Linked DNA regions of Oryctolagus cuniculus: region 1 is linked to region 2. A link is a contact called in public Micro-C data. All regions are on one chromosome and are shown on one strand. The core of a region is the stretch at or near the end of the contact, and the rest is flanking DNA. Distances in the headings are between cores, read along the strand shown.

Evidence for each region. A called contact is a pair of places that touch in the nucleus more often than the background predicts.
Region 1: a contact with region 2 is called in a Micro-C map of ear pinna, with 2.7 times the contacts expected there. The contact joins the promoter of H1-10 here to the promoter of RPN1 in region 2. A contact is called at or near these places in 4 of 6 Hi-C or Micro-C datasets (ear pinna, psoas muscle, skin fibroblasts and 1 more).

What each region holds. Positions count from the first base shown.
Region 1 is chr10:111,383,457-111,388,818 of mOryCun1.1, reverse strand. It overlaps H1-10 (H1.10 linker histone), which reads right to left and starts at 3,402. Exons shown (of 1, transcript XM_070051013.1): 1 at 1,999-3,402. The coding sequence starts at 3,065. The coding sequence ends at 2,427.
Region 2 is chr10:111,240,920-111,246,335 of mOryCun1.1, reverse strand. RPN1 (ribophorin I) reads left to right here and starts at 4,007. Exons shown (of 10, transcript XM_002713159.5): 1 at 4,007-4,346. The coding sequence starts at 4,086. It overlaps LOC103349170 (a long non-coding RNA gene), which reads right to left and starts at 741. Exons shown (of 4, transcript XR_007921685.2): 1 at 202-741.

The DNA.
Region 1 (5,362 bases), core at 2,153-4,652, 140 kb before region 2:
GGCATGGTTCTGGAGGAAGAGGCCGGGATGCAAGTGACAAACCCAATTCAAACCAGACAGCAGGTGTCAGATCACATGGCCGTCAGGCTCGGGCTTCAGGAACGGCTGCATCCAGAAGCTGTTTTGTTCTCGGGCACCTGTCCATTCCCCAGCTCCCGGGAAGCTCCTGGCCCCGGGCCCCTCCGTTTAGTGACCTGGAGGAAAGGGCACCTGTTTCTCAGCAGTTCTGGGGAAAAGTCCCAGCAGTGACTTGCCTTGAATTCACGGTCACGAGCCCACGTCTGACCCACTCTCCGTGGCCGAGTGGACACTCACTCCGGTCCCACAGCAAACCCTGGGGCTGGAGAAGCCAGATCCTCAGAGCCCTGTGCTGTGGCCTGAGAGTGGGTGCCCAGAGGAACAAACAGTACAGTGCTGTTAGCAGAAGGGCAGGCCGGTCAGCAGCGTTCTCAGGTGCTCAAGAAGCACGCCAGGCTCCTGGGGAGAAGTCGGCAAGCTGGGGGAGAGAAGGGGACAGGCGGCAGGGAGGCAGCGGCTTCAGATCCAGAGGCCAGCGGTGGAGGCAGATGACGCCAACAGCGAGGGGTAGATTCAGTGAGAAATGTGGAAAGGCAGTTAGGAATAAGGACAGCCCGCAGGGCACCCTGGGGCCCTGGAGTGCACAGGAATGTTCCCAAAGGACAGATGATCAACAGGGTGGGGGGCTTTGATCTGGGGAGGGAGTTCTGGGAGTACGCAGAGAAGCAGGCATGAGGCTAAGTGGCCCCTGAGTGTCCAGTGAACACCCGGGCAGGAAGCAGTGGCCACTGACAGCGTGTGGTCAGAAGCCTGGCTGCAGCAAGTGGCGCTCCCCAAGTCTGTCTCAATCTCAGAGCCACTTGTGGAGCTGCTCACAAAGCCAATTCCCAGGCCCCAGCCCCAGAGTGCGGACAACTGGGGTGAGCCTAGTTGGGATTGGAACAAAGTCTCCAAGTGCTTCTGGTTTAGGGCTGGAAGATGTAATCTGAGGCATCACATTGAGCTGGTCAGTAGCACCATTCCCACAGAATCCTGTGTAGGCCAAGGCCTCTCGTGCCCACTAGCTGCTGCTCTCCTACTGCCTAGCCCCAAAGAGCTTGGACTGGCTCAGCACCCGCAGGAAGATACCAGGCACACTGCTGCCCTGTCAGAACTGCAAGCAGATAGGGCTGGCAGGAAAATAGCCTGGCTCCAACCTAGGCCTCTCTCCTGGGTACCCAGAAGCCCTCAGACCCCAAATGGCCGCTGCCCAGTGTAGCTGTGCCCTCTTGCTGGTGTCTCCCACCCCTGTCAGGCTCCAAGGTCCCAGCTGGCTTCCAAGCAGCTCTCTGGAAGTCCATCTCCAGGGCAAGGTTGTCCCCACCCCCCCACTGGTGCATCCTGTCCACTGCTGTGGGCTTGGTGCCCAGCCGTGCATTGCGAGAGGAAGCAGCCCCCAGCCGGGTGTGACGTCTGGAGGGCAGTGACCCCTTGCCTAGGTGGCTGAGAGGTCTGTTTTGGGACCACACTTAGGCCAGGGGCAGGTGAGGGACACTAGCAGGCCGGCAGCTCCTGCCTTTCACCCAGGCTTGCCCGGCCTGGACAAGAGCGACCCCACCAGGAGAGAACCTTCCCCTGCTCCCACTGACCCCAGGGTTGGCTGGCTGCAGAAGAGACCCCCGCCTAATGTCCACTGGAAAGACAACCAGTTCCTGTAATGGACACCAGGGTGTCCACCAGCCAGGGCCATTCCTTCCCAGCAAAGCCTGGCGTCCCCTGCCCGTCTCAAACTAACAAGCGAAAGGCAGCCAGAGAGTGAACGCGGGCTGGAGTGCGCCGAGAGGCCGAAGCCAACTGCCCAGCGCGCCTCCCGAGGCCGCCCACACCCTGGCGTCCACCCCAAGCGTCCCGGGGCTGCCGGGACCTCCCGCATCGTCCCGCGAGCCCGCCCCCCGGGTGCGAACCCCCCCAACACACACACTGCAAGAAAACGAGCGCGGCTCAAAGGTTCAGACAATTTATTGTGCCCCGCAAAAAGGCCCCCGGGGACGACAAGCGCCGCGCAGCCCCGAGCCGCGGGCCACCGCCCGCCCGCCGCACCCGCAGGCGGGGGCGCAGGCAGCCGGGGCGCGCGCCGCCGCCGCCGCCCAGCGAGCCCGGACCGGGCCGCCCAGCGCTTGCGCCCGAGCGGGCGGGCGGCGGCCGCGGCCATTGGCGCCCAGGGGCCGGTAACCATAACGACGGCCGTTGCCAAGGGCGAGAGCCAATGGGGGCGTCGCCAGGGCTGTTTCAAAAACCTAAAGCAAACAACGAAAAAAAAAAAAAAACCGCTACGCCGGTGGGGGAGGGGAGGGAAGGCCCGGGGCCGAGATGGAGCGGCCCGGGCCGGGCCGGGCTGCAGCGGACGCGGGCGGGCTAGAGGGGCGCGCTCACTTGCGGCCCTTGGGCACTTTGGGGACGCTGGGCTTGGCCGCCTTCTTCACCTTCTTGCCCGCGGCGGCCGCCGCCTTCTTGGCCTTGCTGCCTTTGTCCTGCTTGGAGGCGGCGCCCTTCTTGTGCGAGCGCTTCTCCGGCTTGGCGCCCTTGGCGGGCTTCCTGTCCGCGCGCCGCGGGGCTGCGGCGCCCGCGGCCGCCTTCTTGGCCTTGGGCGCGGCGGCGGGCGGCGGGGCCCCGGCCGCGGCCCCGCGCCGCTCCCCGCTGCCCTCCAGCTTCTTGCGGTTCAGCTTGAACGAGCCGTTGGCGCCCGTGCCCTTCACCTGCAGCAGCGTGTCGTTCTGCACCAGCGCCTTGATCGAGTACTTGAGGTAGGTGCGCCCGTTCTGCTGGTCGAACCACGGCACCTTCTTGGCCTCGGCGTAGATCCTGGCCAGCGACGAGCCGTTGCGCTCGCCCAGCCTGCGGATCGTCTCCACCACCAGCTGGCTGTACTTGCCCGGCTGGTTCTTCTTCTTGCTGTTCTTCCTCTTCTTCGACGGGGACAACGCCGCCGAGCCGCCGGCCTTGGCCGCTTTCTTGGCCGCCCCCTCGGCGGTCGTGGGCGGCAGGGCCTCCTCTAGCTCCACGGACATGGTGGCGAGCGGGTTGGTGGCGGGCGGGGCGCGGAAGCCGGGGGGCCGCGCCGGGAAGAGGAAGGCGAGGGGCCGAGGGGGCGCCGGGGGGCTGGGGGCGCGCGGCGGCTCCAGGCGGGAGCGGCCGCGGCCGGGCCTGGGGCCGGGCGGCAGGGCTGGGGTGGGGGCCGGGCCGGGCCGGAGCGATGCGGAGCGGGGCGAGCCTGGGGGGTGGGGCGAGCCTGGGGTCGGGGTGAGGGTCCGAGCTGGGGCCGGAGAGGGTCGCGGAGCCGAAGATGGAAAGCGCCGAGCCGCCGCCGCCGCCGCCGCCGCTGCTGTTGCTGCTGGAGGAGATCGCCAGGCGCGCGCGCTGCGCTCTGGCGACGAGGGCGCTCTACTCCGCTTTTATAGCTCGCTGGCGGACCACGTTGAGAACAACAACAGCCTGGTCCGGAGCCAGCGCAAACTTGTGCTTCTTCGAGCCCCTTTCTCAGCCACTGGCTTCCCGGACTGCGCCTCCACGGCCCCGTGATGCGCTCGGCGGTGCACCCCGGACGGGGCCCGAGCCCACGGCGCCAAGCAGAGGCGTCCTGCGCCCAGGGAGGGCTCAGCAGAAGGGGACGGAGCGGCGCACCCCGGGCTGCGGGAGCGCGCGAGGAGGGGGGCACCCCTTTTGGGAGCGAATAGCGCAGGCCCCGGGCGAGGCCGCGCCGACACGGGCTTTGCAGGCGGCAGCCAAGAGTGTGCCACGGGCACCCAAGCCCTGGCCCGGCCCAGGGGCCCCTGGCCTGGCCGCAGGACCAGCTTTAATTCGTCCCAACTAACACAGGGCACGCCCTCACGCGGTCGGCCGGGGCAGCGAGGAGCGCCCAGGACGTCCCCGAGGGGTCTCCGCCCGACCCACAGGGGACGGAGGGTGGGAGGCTCCTCCCGCCTCTGCCTGCAACTCTTCTTGTGCTCTGGGGACCTGGGCACCACACGGGGCGCGACGGGTCGACGGCCGGGGCTCCGGCGGGGACGTGGTCTGGCCGCACCCCCTCCAGCCGACGCTCCCAGTGATACGTAGACGCTGCGGGGCTCCCCAGAGCCACGCGACGGCTGCGGGGGTGGCAGGCGGGCCAGGGCGTGGTGGAGACCCCCCCCCCCCGCCCAGAGGAGTTCCCGGGAGACCTGGGGTGGGGATGGCAGGGAGAGCTGATCTCCCGTCCGGAGGGAGCTCAGCGGAGGGGCGCAGGGGCGTGGGTCCTGTGCAGGGGCTTCCCTTGCGTTCGGGCGCTGCTGTCTTGGGGCAACCGGCGAGTTCCTCCAGGGGAAACTCGTGCAAGTCTGCGGCCCCAAGCTCTGCTTGGGGGGGGTGCAGAAGGTGCCCCAAAAGGTCAAAAACGCCTAGGCAAGGCAGAGAGTGGGGGAGACGCTGGGGAGGGCAGTGAGTGATTCCGGAGCGCGGGGCCGTGGGCGCCGCAGACCCCAGCACGCAAAAGGCCATGGGGAGCGCAGCACGCCAGCCGCCTGGGGTTCCCAGGGCCAAAGAGAGGGGCATTTTCATGTGAGGAAAGCTGGGAGCCCTGAGATCCGAAAGTTGGGGGTGGGTGCATGTGTTGGAGCCCTGTCAGGCCTGGTTCTCTGGCTGACCCCTTTCACAGACCCCTCCCATTCTGCACACTTGACAAACTGGTAAGGGAGGCCCTGGAGATGAGGGAACCGAGGCTGGTGGGGAAAGCTGAGGCTGGACAGGTTGAGCCTCTTGTGGGGCTGGAGGGTGGGTGTCAATGGACTTCAGGCCCCAGGGTGATAGGTACACAGAGAAGAGAAGGTGGGTGACAGCCCAGGTCCCTGCAAAGGAAGCCTTGAGGGCCTTGGACCACAGACCCAAGACCATCTCATCCCCATTTCCTGTACCCTGGGGAACAGGTTTCTGGAAGGCCGCCCCACTGCCACCCCTGCCCGCTGAGCCCAAGTGGTGGAACTGGCCCAGTCTGGGAGGGCTCCCCAGAACAGCGCCTCCCAGGGACGCAAGGGGGTGTGGCCACCCTGGGGTGGTCCTGGGCCAGCGCACATGGAGATGGGATGGGAAGAGGGAGACCCAGAAGAGAGCCCCCACCCCCGGGAACTAGGTGGGCTCTGTGCCAGGCAGAGGGCGTGGGAAGAGGGTGCCGCCCTGATGGAGTCCAGCAGCGGCAGCCAGGGTGCACGGGGGTCCTGGAGCAGGGAAGGGCAGGTGCTCAGTGGGGGATAGGAAGAAGAGTCAGAGAGCAAGGAGGGAGCCATGTGTACCGGTGGAAGCTGACAAGGAGAGAGTTTCAAGAAAGGAGGGCTGG
Region 2 (5,416 bases), core at 2,758-5,257:
CGCTCAGGGTGCGTGGGCCGCCACCTTGCCCTCCTCGGCGGTCAGGCCAGCTCCTGGGCACCGCCGCGGCAGCCTTCTCCTAACAGAAACCCGAGCTGCCGTCTCTACGCTCAGCGCGCCACGCTCCCCGCCACCACGACCCTCTCTGCGCGTTTCGCCCCGTCCGTCACAAGGGACGCAGCCATCTTGTACGGCAAACACCTTCGTTTCCGGAGCCGGCCTGCTGACGTTGCCGACGGAGTTCCGAGCCAACATGGCGACGCCCGCGCCCTCTGGCGGCAGCCTTGGAACGGCTGCGTTCCTTGACCGGCTGGGAATTCTCCATCCGGTCCTGCACGGGTGGGCAGTGAGCGTTGAAGCGCGCGAGACTTGGACTCGCTTCCTGGTCCAGCTCTGCGCCTGCGCGGGGAGCCGTGGCGGGCAGGGCGCGTGCGGCTGGCGCGGGGGTCGGGGCCGGCCGGCCTGTGGATGCGAAGCCGTGGGAGGAAACCCGCGCCTGTGGAGGAAGAACTGCGTGGTCTCGTTCATCCCCTCCGTGACCTCACCGTCTTTGCCCAGTCCGCTAAGCCCTGGTAGACAGGAGGGGCTTAAAGGCTCCTGTGCCCTATCACTTGAGGCATCATCTGTCCTGGGATCGGATTGTTAGGAGAGTGAGTTTTCAGATTAATGCCACTTTAATACAGTAGTCACAGCCACGTGCCGGCCACATGCTTTCGCATTTGACAATGACAGTGAAGAAAGCAGAAGTCACTTGGCCAGCGTCACAGAACAGCTGGCAGCAATGCCCAGGAGGGGGAGGGTGGAAGGCTCCGGCCCCGGCTGTTTCACGCTGTCTCTGGTAACAAGAACACTGCCCATGGGCCGGCGCCGCGGCTCACTAGGCTAATCCTCCGCCTTGTGGCGCCGGCACACTAGGTTCTAGTCCCGGTTGGGGCGCCGGATTCTGTCCTGGTTGCTCCTCTTCCAGGCCAGCTCTCTGCTGTGGGCCAGGGAGTGCAGTGGAGGATGGCCCAAGTACTTGGGCCCTGCACCCCATGGGAGACCAGGAGAAGTACCTGGCTCCTGCCATCGGATCAGTGCGGTGCGCTGGCCGCAGCGCGCCAGCTGCGGTGGCCATTGGAGGGTGAACCAACGGCAAAGGAAGACCTTTCTCTCTCTCTCTCTCTCTCTCACTGTCCACTCTGCCTGTCAAAAGAAAAAAAAAAAGCAAAAATTATTTGGAAGGCAAAGTTACAATAAGAGCAAACCAGACACACACACACACACACACACACACACACATCTTCCACTAGTTCATTCCCCAGGACACAATGGCCAGAGCTGGGCCAGCCAGGAGCTTGGAACTCCATCTGGGTTTCCCACATGGGCAGCAGGGACCCAAGCACTTAAGTCATCATCCAGAAGTGGAGCAGCCAGAACTTGAACTGGTGCTCTGTTAGGGAATGTTGGGGTTGCAGGCAGTGGCTTAACTGCTGCAGCTGTACCACAATACCAACTCTGCCCCCCCCCCCACCAAATTCACTATTAACCAGTGTTTGGTGTGAGTATTTTTGTCTCATCCAAAAATTCATTGGAACTTTAATCCCCAATGCAACAGTAGCCTTTTGCAGGGGACTCATTGGGATTAGGTGCCCTTATTAAAGGGAGGGGAAACTCTGAGGATGCAGCATCAGGGGACCATCGTGGACTCTGGGAGCTCCTCTCTCCAGAGAGCTGAACTTGCTAGCACCTTGATCGTGGACTTCCAGCCTCCAAAACTATAAGAAGTAAAGTTTTTGTTCTTTATGAATGCCCCAATGTCACGTGCATCTTGTTGCAGCAGCACAAAACTAACATAGCTGGAATGTGGACAGTGCGGAAGAAGCAGAAGCACTCATCTTGGATCACGAAATGGAAGCCATGTGTTTAGGCTGGGAGAGAGCCACAACGAGGGGACCTGCATTTCTGGGTTCCCCAGGATTTTCACATGAGAAACCCATAAGCATCGTTCTTGTCTAGTACACGTTGTTTTTGAGTTTTGCAGTAAGTTTAACTGCTGTACCGCACACTACTGCACTAGTGTGAGTTTTGGATTTCTGTTGCTTGCCACCAAAAGGGCTTTGACTAATAAACAGCAGCAATTGGAGCGTGAAATGAAGAACTGATCTGAATACCCTTCTATGAGCACCTGGTGGGCTCTGCAGGTGAATTTGTTTCCTGTGACATCTGGGTAGCTCTGTCTTTGCAAAGTAGGGAAATCGTAATGTTTCACTGACCTACTGCTAATGTGTAGCGTGCCATTTTTCACACTTACTTTACTAAGTGTAAAAAATATTTCTATACCTTTTTACTGAGTCCCTGCAACACTTGCACACTATAGCAGTCATCATAGGGAAGGAATGAATCAAACTTTGGTGTTTCCCTTCCCTATAAAGAAAGGCAGGTGCACAGATAACCTCCAAAGTAACACAAAGTAAGAGATTAATTCTTGTCAATTATTTTGTAGAATTCCACTCAATTTTGTTTTTCTGATGTTTATATTGAAGTTATATATTTTCAGCAATTCTGTGGCAATGGCCACAGAGAATGGCAGGGTTCTTGTCTTTGCGCAAGAAAGAATTCAGGTGTGAGAAGAGAGTAGTGGTAAGTAAAGTAGCAAAGTTTATTAGGGAAGGGACATCCGTAAGAATGGATGGGCACCTCTCCAGACAGAACCTGAGAGAGAGCGCCCAGTCGCTCGGACTGGGGGAGAGCGGGGTTACATGGCTGAGTGGAGAGATTACACCTGGGCAGGCCTGGTGGGCAGCTCAGCAGAGAGGCAGAGGGCTGAGCATGCAGTCTGGTTGAGGCTGGGGGGTTTTTAAGGAGATGGGTCTTGCTTCCTCACCTCTGCTCCTGTTGGAACAAAGGACTTTTTGGATGTAAATAGAAAAACTCCTGAGTTTTCCCCCTGAAGTTATCAGACAGGGCGAAGCCTGACAGGCATTGCCTGGTTATTGAGCAGAAGGGGCTGGGCGAGTTTGAAGTGCAGATACTGGGCTGCATCTGGAAGATTATCAGACGGAAGGGGCGGGAACCCCCACCTGGCAGGTTACCGGGTAGAAGGGGGCAGGGCAGGATGCAAACCCTGGGCTTCCCCTGAAACGTTATTATCGGGATGACTTTGAGATGCATATGCTGGACATAGATGTTTTCTCTTTAGGCCTTTGTCACACACACATAAGCTCATATCTGACTTCCTACCTAACAGGAATAGCACAGAAATGAGGTACTAGGGCTGGAGTTGTTTCACAGCAGGTAAAGCCTGTGATGCGGCATCCATCTGGGCGCTTGTTCAAGTCCAGCTGCTCTGTTTCCAACCTAGCCCTCTGCTAATGGTCTGGGGAAAGCAATGGAAGATGGCCCAACTGGTTTGGCCCCTGCACCCACATGGGGGACTGGAAAGAAGCTCCTGGCTCCTGGCTTTGGCCTGGCCTGGCCCAGCCCCAGCTGTTGTGGCCATTTGGGGAGTGATCCAGGGGATGAAAAATATTCTCTCTCTGTAATTCTTTCAAATAAATAAATTAAAAAAAAGACAGAGGTGCCCTTTTCAGTGGTACCGGATGTTACTATATCCTGCACCTGGGGAGATCTACCTTGATCATTTGGTTAAGGTGGTGCCTGCCACAACTCGCCATTATAAATTAACTATTTTCTCCTTTGTAATTACTAAATATTTTAGGAGAACTCTGAGATGACGGATATCCTGTTTTTGCTTAAACTTTCGCCTGCTAATTTTCGCAGTTACTGTCGGATACGTTCTGGGTCTGAAGGGGCAGGAGAGGCAGTCATTGCAGTGGGAGAACGGCAGGAGAGGTGAGCGAGCCAGGCAAGGGTGGAAGGGCAGGGCGGCAACCACCACGCCGGTCGCCGAACAAAAGCTCCGAGCGGCGCTCGCCGTCAGGCGACCGGAGGGCCGCCCCGTTGCCCTGGAGACGGGGTCCTTTCCCGCCGGACGCCACCATCTTGTGGCGCCAGCCGGCGCCCAATGAGAGGCTGCGCGGTGGCGAGAGGCGGGGCGGCGGCGGCGGCTCTCGGCCCGGCCAGGCGCTCACTCGGTCCGGGTCATGGAGGCGCCCGTCGCCTGCTTGTTTCTGTTCCTGGTGCTCGGGGCCTGGGCCCCGGCGCCCGGCAGCGCCTCTTCGGAGCCACCGCCATTAGTCAACGAAGACGTGAAGCGCACGGTGGACCTGAGCAGCCACCTGGCCAAGGTGACCGCGGAGATCGTCCTGGCGCACCCGGGCGGCGGCTCCTCGTCCCGAGCCACCTCCTTCCTCCTGGCCCTGGAGCCCGAGCTCGAGGCCCGGTTGGCGCACCTCGGCGTGCAGGTGAGTGCGGGCAGGACCGCGCCGCCGCCCCGCGTGGGCACTTCCTGCTGCGCGGGGCGCAGGTCGCCCCACCGCGATCGCGCCCCTCTCGGCCCCCGAAAGTGCGGAGCCCGGAGCGACGCGCGGGACCCGGGGGTCTGCGGCCAGGCCCGGCACCCGCGAGGAGGCCGGGGGCGGCCGGGATCTGCAGCTGCAACGCGGCCCGTGCGCGCCCGCCTGCGGACTCGGACACGTCAGCACAAGCCGCCGCTCACGTGGGCCGCTCCTCGGGTCCAGCGGGCGACCCTCCTCTGCCTGCTCCGCGCCTGGGCAGCCCTGGCCCCACTCTGGCGTCCTGCGGCCTTGGCCGCACCTCGGCTCGGCGGCGCCCGGCAGGGTGCCTGCGTGCACCAGACTGGCTCGATCGCCCGCGTGGACGAAGAATAAATGAATCAAGATGGATTTCATTGCCTTAATCCAGTATCCGGGCCACTGTAGGTTCTAATTTCTGGACTTCATCCAGAACAATCAGACGTGACAGGTTTCAAGTATTCAAGTTTGTACTCACTTGAAACTCCTGTTAATATAACTTAGAAAAGTTGTTTTTTTTTTTTTTTCGTACTTGAAAGGCGGACAGCAAGAGCCATCTTCCATCCCCTGGTTCTCTCCCCGAATGCTCCCAACAGTCAGGGTTGGAGCCAGGAGCCCCGAGCTCTGGCACTGTCTGCTGCATTGGCGGCAGGGCCTAAGTACTGGTACTTAGTACCTACCGCTTCCCGGAGTGGACTGGCAGGGAGGTGGGCGGGAGGGCCGTGTCAGATACGGGGTGGGGATGTCCCACAATGCAGCTTCGCCCCCTGCCTGCCCCTCTGACACACTAATGAAGTTGCTAATGCACACTGTTTAAATATTAGAACTCTTCTTAAAGTTTTAAGAGGCTGGCCTTGGGGCCGGGACGCCTGCATCTGTTATGTCCTGGTTGCTGGACCGATGGTCCCGCTTTCTGCTAATGGCCTGGGAAAAGCAGTGGGCTGGAAAGGTCTCTCTCTTCCCCTACCTGTTCTCTTGTTAAATGGTTCTAAGTACGGACT